Regions from separate parts of the Anser cygnoides genome. Here region 1 is linked to region 2. Evidence: chromatin contacts called from public Hi-C data. All regions are on one chromosome and are shown on one strand. The core of a region is the stretch at or near the end of the contact, and the rest is flanking DNA. Distances in the headings are between cores, read along the strand shown. Region 1 holds the start of USP34 (ubiquitin specific peptidase 34). Region 2 overlaps LOC106036658 (a long non-coding RNA gene).

Evidence for each region. A called contact is a pair of places that touch in the nucleus more often than the background predicts.
Region 1: a contact with region 2 is called in a Hi-C map of liver, with 4 times the contacts expected there. The contact joins the promoter of USP34 here to the enhancer-like site in region 2. A contact is called at or near these places in 4 of 7 Hi-C or Micro-C datasets (granulosa cells and liver).

Annotation. Positions count from the first base shown.
Region 1 is chr3:6,898,231-6,900,930 of Taihu_goose_T2T_genome, reverse strand. It overlaps USP34 (ubiquitin specific peptidase 34), which reads right to left and starts at 1,424. Exons shown (of 80, transcript XM_066995343.1): 1 at 1,132-1,424. The coding sequence starts at 1,174.
Region 2 is chr3:6,821,371-6,824,070 of Taihu_goose_T2T_genome, reverse strand. LOC106036658 (a long non-coding RNA gene) reads right to left here. Exons shown (of 3, transcript XR_001207510.3): 2 at 1,637-1,710. Among named protein-coding and RNA genes, the nearest start is that of XPO1, 30 kb to the left of the region's middle. Within about 2 kb of position 1,305, at least 3 of the 3 cell types and tissues checked have open chromatin away from gene starts, as enhancers often do. A contact at or near this core is called in liver, where this site is marked.

The sequences.
Region 1 (2,700 bases), core at 175-2,674, 77 kb before region 2:
ATACCACATGCAATTAGGCCTCACGAGAGTTTTTCTTTAAATAAACAGAAAAAAAAAAAGAAGGAAAGCTCTACCCGGGTACCATTCTAAGAAGCATTCTGTGTTTCAATTTATTGGAAGCTGATTTGCTTCTAAACCGACTGTGGTGTGCAACCAGGAAAATGTTTACGTTTAAGATTTCAGATACCTAAAGTTGCCACTAATCACCAACTTGAAGAGGTAAGTTGATTAAATCCCTCGGCATCTCCCAGAAATATATTTTTGGGGTCTTTGTTCAGGAAGCAGCTCCCCAAGACGGCCCAGGAAGGGAGGAAGGTGCCCCGCAGCCCGCGGAGCACCGCGAGCAGGTTCCAGGGGACACGCGAGGCCTACTGCAGGGGGGGGCGAGGGGATTTCGTGCCCCAAACGAGACGGGGATCGCCGGGGGGCTACCTGCTGTGCCACCCCCAGGCCCTGCCCGCTCTTCAGCCAGCACCTGTGCAGGGGGAAACTTCGGGGGGAAGCAGGAGAGCACCCCCGAGGCGGAGCCCCCAGGATCTCCTTCCCCCGCCGAGCCCGGCCGCTCTCCTCAGGGCGCCGGCTCCCTCACAGGCGGTGGCGAAGCGGCGCCCACCGCCGCGTCCCTTCCCCTCGGCCTCGCGGCTCACGGCGGGCTGCCGAGGGCAGGCACGAGCCCTCGGAGCCGGCTTTAAAAGGCGGCCGGCCCAGGCCCGGCCTCCAGCTGCTGAGCAGCCCCCGGAGCGGCTCGCGGGCAGCTCCCCAACGAGCCGGAGCCAGCTAGGCCCCGCTGCGGCTGCCGGCGGCGGGCTCCGTCCCCGCCCGGCCCCACACGCACACACCTGGGGGGGCTCCTCGGCCAAACGGGGGGGATGCGGGGGCACGGGGACAGGCCTCGGGGAGGAGGGCAAGGCGGGGGGGGGGGGGGGCAGCCGCGGAGCGGGCAGGTTTCCCCTTCGGCGGCCACCCCGCGGCCGGGAGGCCCGAGCCTGGCGGCGAGGAGGAGGAGGAGGAAGGGCGGGAGGAAGGAGGCGAAGCGGGGCCGTAAGCCAGCCCCTGCGGGGGCCGCGGGGTCCCGGGCCGGGCCGGGGAGCGCCGGGGGGGAGGGTAGCAGGGGAGGGCGGCCGCACTTACTCTCATTTAACACCTCCAGCAGCTCGGCGCAGCTCTCACACATTGTTCATTAACAGCAGCAGCCGCCGCCGCCGCCTCCTCCCGACCATTGATTGATCCGCTCGGTGCTGCTGATTGATGATTGATGGGGGCCGGGGCGGGGGTCAGCCGGGGGGAGGGGAGGGAGGGGGCGGGAAGGGAAGGGCAGGGCAGGGCAGGGACGGGCAGGGAGAGGGGGGAGAGGCCGGGGCTGGTCTGGGATCGGGGAGGGGGGGATGGGGCGGCTGATCAATGCAAATGAGCCTGTGGCGGCGGCGGCGGCGGGGAGGAGAAGCCGAGTCACTCACTGGCTCCCAGTGGCTCCACGCGCCGCCATTTTGCTGAGGGGGAAGGAGGAGGAGGGGACGGCGGCGAGGGGGGGACGGGGCGCTCGGGCTCAGCTCGGCAGTTTCCGACCAGGCAGCGGGAGAAGGCGGCCAGGTCCCTCCTCCCGTCCCTCTCGCCCCGCCTTCCCCCCCCCGAGCCGAGGAGGAGGAGGAGGAGGAAGGGGCCGGGCCGGCAGCCGAGGCCGCCGGGCTAAAATGGCGGCGGCGGTTGCGGGACCTCGCGCGCCTCGGGTAGGGCGGGAAGCGCCGAGCCCTGCCCGCCTCCCGTGAGGGGGGAGCTAGGCCTCGCTGCCCCGCCGCTCCGGGCAGCCTCTGCTGAGCCACCCGGGCTCGCTCTGTGCTCCCTCGCCGTAATTAAACTCTTGAGCCAAGCTGGAGGCTGCTTCTTCGGCCCGGGCGGGAGGAGAGCGGCCGCGGCCCTTCGGGACCTCCGGCCTGAAGGGAGCGCTTACCGCGTCGCGCCGGGCTCCAGCGAGCGCTTTGTCGGCACGCTGCGACGCGAGAAGGCTTCCTATTGCCAGGAGGTCTCTCGTCTTTTACGTGTTACTGGCGTCTTCCTCTAGCGGGGCGCGGGAAGGAAGGAAGGCGCGGCGGCCATCTCCTTCCCGCCCAGCCCTGCTGAGGGGAGCCCGAGCGGCGGCTGCTGAGGTGACTGCCGGGAGGCGCCTGGGGGCTCTTCCGAGCCCGGCATCCCGAAAATAAAATACTTGAAGTGCTACGGTATTGTTACGTGCAAATAACTGCATTTTTTTTTTACCTCCTGTGTGGCGGAGTTCTTGATCCTGCTGAAAGGGGTTTGCTACATTGGTAGACTGCGTGATAGATGCCTAATGTCAAGTGCCACTTCTGTAAATAGTTGAAAATACCCCCATTTTCGTGAAAAGGTCTTAAAAAATCCTATAACTTAAGTTCTTTATTATTTTTCTAAACAAAGTTGCACAATTTATGCCGATTACAACTACAATTTAACTGTCTACCAGGCGCACTTTGAATTGCTGCTTCAGACCTCTGGAAGACAATTGTTCGAGCAGCAGTTTCCTGTACAAAAAAAGCTTTTTTTTTTTTTTTTAAACCCATGAAATCGTGCACACGCGCGTTTTCGTTCTCGTCTTCCCGAATCCATGCAATTTGAACATGCATCACGTTATATACCTTGGCTGGTCGTTCTCCGCTAAGCAGGCGCTCCTATAGTATTTCGTAGTGG
Region 2 (2,700 bases), core at 56-2,555:
TGAAGACCAGCAGAAAGCTATGAAGAGCTGAGTACAATGAATCTTAATACCTTCTATCATTCAGTCATGAGGTTAAGACAAGTTAAATAACCTTTGGAAGAAGATAGGAGAGTATTGGTGATAATCTAAGAATCATAGAAATTAGTATCAGTGAGGAAAAACATGCTAAAGGCATGGAATCAGCTGTGACTACTAGAGGCAAGCCTTCCTGTCCCACCAAAGAGAAATTTCATTTAGTATTTTTTGTCTTCTTCCATGTTGACTGTACAGCCCCACTTTGAGTATCAGTACAGAAAGGTGATCCCAAGCTCCTCCTTGAGCCTTGAATGGCTTCTGCTGCTGCTCATACAGCTAAGTCTTTCATGTACCTGATGTGGCATCCCCCTTCCCTTCCCAGGACAGCAGGGAGTGGGCAGCTGGCTTCTAAAGCCCAGCAAAGTTTGAGTCAGGCTTCGCTCTGCTCCTGTGATTCATAGTCTTGAGCTGGAAGCTAAAAGAAGCCTAGCGCCGGGTAAGGCACTTTGAGAAAGGCTCATTACGTTACAAGGTGAGAGAAAGCAGTAGAGGATGACAGAAATGTCCAGAGCAGCCATCTGTTTCTCTTGCACTGGACTTGAGAGCCAAGCATGGGGCAGGGTATGCATGGTGTAGGCAGCCATGTGGTTCCCGTGGCTCTGCCCCCCTTCGGCTCCTCCTCTGCGGTGGGGCTGGTAGCACGGGTGCAGCTGGCTCCTGGCCCTGGGGGCTGACAGGGTAGGTGGTGGGAGCCGGGTTTTCCACGTAAGAGCAAGTTTGGTGGTAGGACGGACAGAAGAGAGAAGTATGTGCATCCTTCATTACAAATTTGTCACCGAACATTTGTGCATGGTGGGTACTTAAATCCACACAGCTTCTTCTTCTCTTTGTATTTATTTATTTATTTATTTTTATTTTTTTAAGACATTTTTACTTCTTGCAGTAGAGGGCTCTGCATTTAGGGCCATAATTCACAAGATCAGCACAGGTCCACATGTGCTGATTAGGTAAGAGATTTGACTGAAAAGAGACGTGTTCAGTGTGCTCTGTGGTCATGACAAAACAACTGGCAGAGAGCCTGATTCTCCTTGCTTTATGATAACTGCAAGGCAAACTTCACTGGAAACAAAATCAGTCTCGTGTATTTGTAGCAGGGACAGCGTAGCATATCGTCTCGCTTCCGGATTGCATCTGCTGTTTAAATTCTTTCCCTTACTTTTTGTCTCATCGACTCTCCTCCTCCTTGTCCCCCCAGCTTTAACCTTGCCCAGGGAGCACGGAGGGCTGCTGGAATGCACATAAACACTGCACAAAGGCAGGGCCGTGCTGCCGAAAGGTCAGGCCAGCCTGGCGGCACACAATGAGGTGCAGTGGAAATTTACAGCCCGTAGCTGGGTTGAGGATCGCTCCTCCTGCAAGAAATGCCCCACTCATTCAGAAATGTGATACTTGCTGGAGAGATTCAGTGTAGAAAAGCCTGTGAGTCCTAGCTGTTTCTCTGGAAAGCGCTGTTGCAAAGGCCCGTTTCCATATTGAGAGGAGGAGAGTTTGGGGTCATCTGTGACACACTTATGATAAGGGAAATTTGTTTTAATCACTCTAATCTAAACCTGCTACTTACAGTGTCAGATTCTGCAATGCTGTTTTACCAGGACTTGTTCCATGTAGATTACCATGGTCTTAAGCATGATAGCTCTGCAGAAAAACGATAGCAAGTGTGACTCAGAGAAAAGCGATCTGCAGAAATCGGAATGCGCTTCACTCGGAATTGAGTTCAGGAGCTGTTGTCTGTTACTGTGTTGTATCAGAGCACGCACACACAGTTATGCAATAATATCTGCTTGTAGCTATTCGGGTTTCAGAGGGATGTGGAGCAGTAACCACTGGTAAATGCTAAAGTGATTTTTTCATTCATCCACAAGAAAGAGCTGTCTATCAAATAACTTAATTTGCTAAGCATAATATGGAATTTATTTATCTTTCCCCTTACACTAGCTGCTTTTAGTAGGGACTCTCTCTATGCTTTTGCATTTATTTTTACATGACATTCTCGTTACTATCAAAAGATCTGGGTGAAGGGTCATGACAACAGTCCAGCTATTTATCACAGTTTTTCTGTAAACAGACCAGTGAATTGTTTGGCCAGCATGAGGTAATAATTCCCCATTGCATTTTGAATGAATGTGCTACAGATACAAACAGGTTTCATTAACTAGTGTGAACCTCCAAAATGGAAAGGAAGTATAGGAAGAAGAACCTCGTGATGTTCATGTTACAATTATAGCTGGAGCTGGGGGGGTCATGCAGCATGTGTTGGGTCTGGCTTTTTGGAAAGGATAGATTTCTCCTTCTCATAAACTGAACGTTGTTGCTTATGTTTCAATAGTGCTTGAAGACTGAGCTCTCATTCTGGCAGGTGCTGCCTAGAGTGAAGTGCCCGTGGTAGACATACTATGAAAGTAAGTGCCATTATTCTCCTTGCAACAAAAAGCCTGTAGTTTGAATTTACAAGGCATGGTGTCCTTATTGTTCCCATTTTGAGGAGATGAGGAATGAAGGGTCAGACATATCAAATGACTTAATCAGCATCATGAGGGATTCTGGTAGAATCAGGCTCTGGCCTTTTTTCTTTTAAGCTGCAAGACCCTCTGGTTCCCTGCCAGTCTTCTCTTATTTGGGGTTAGT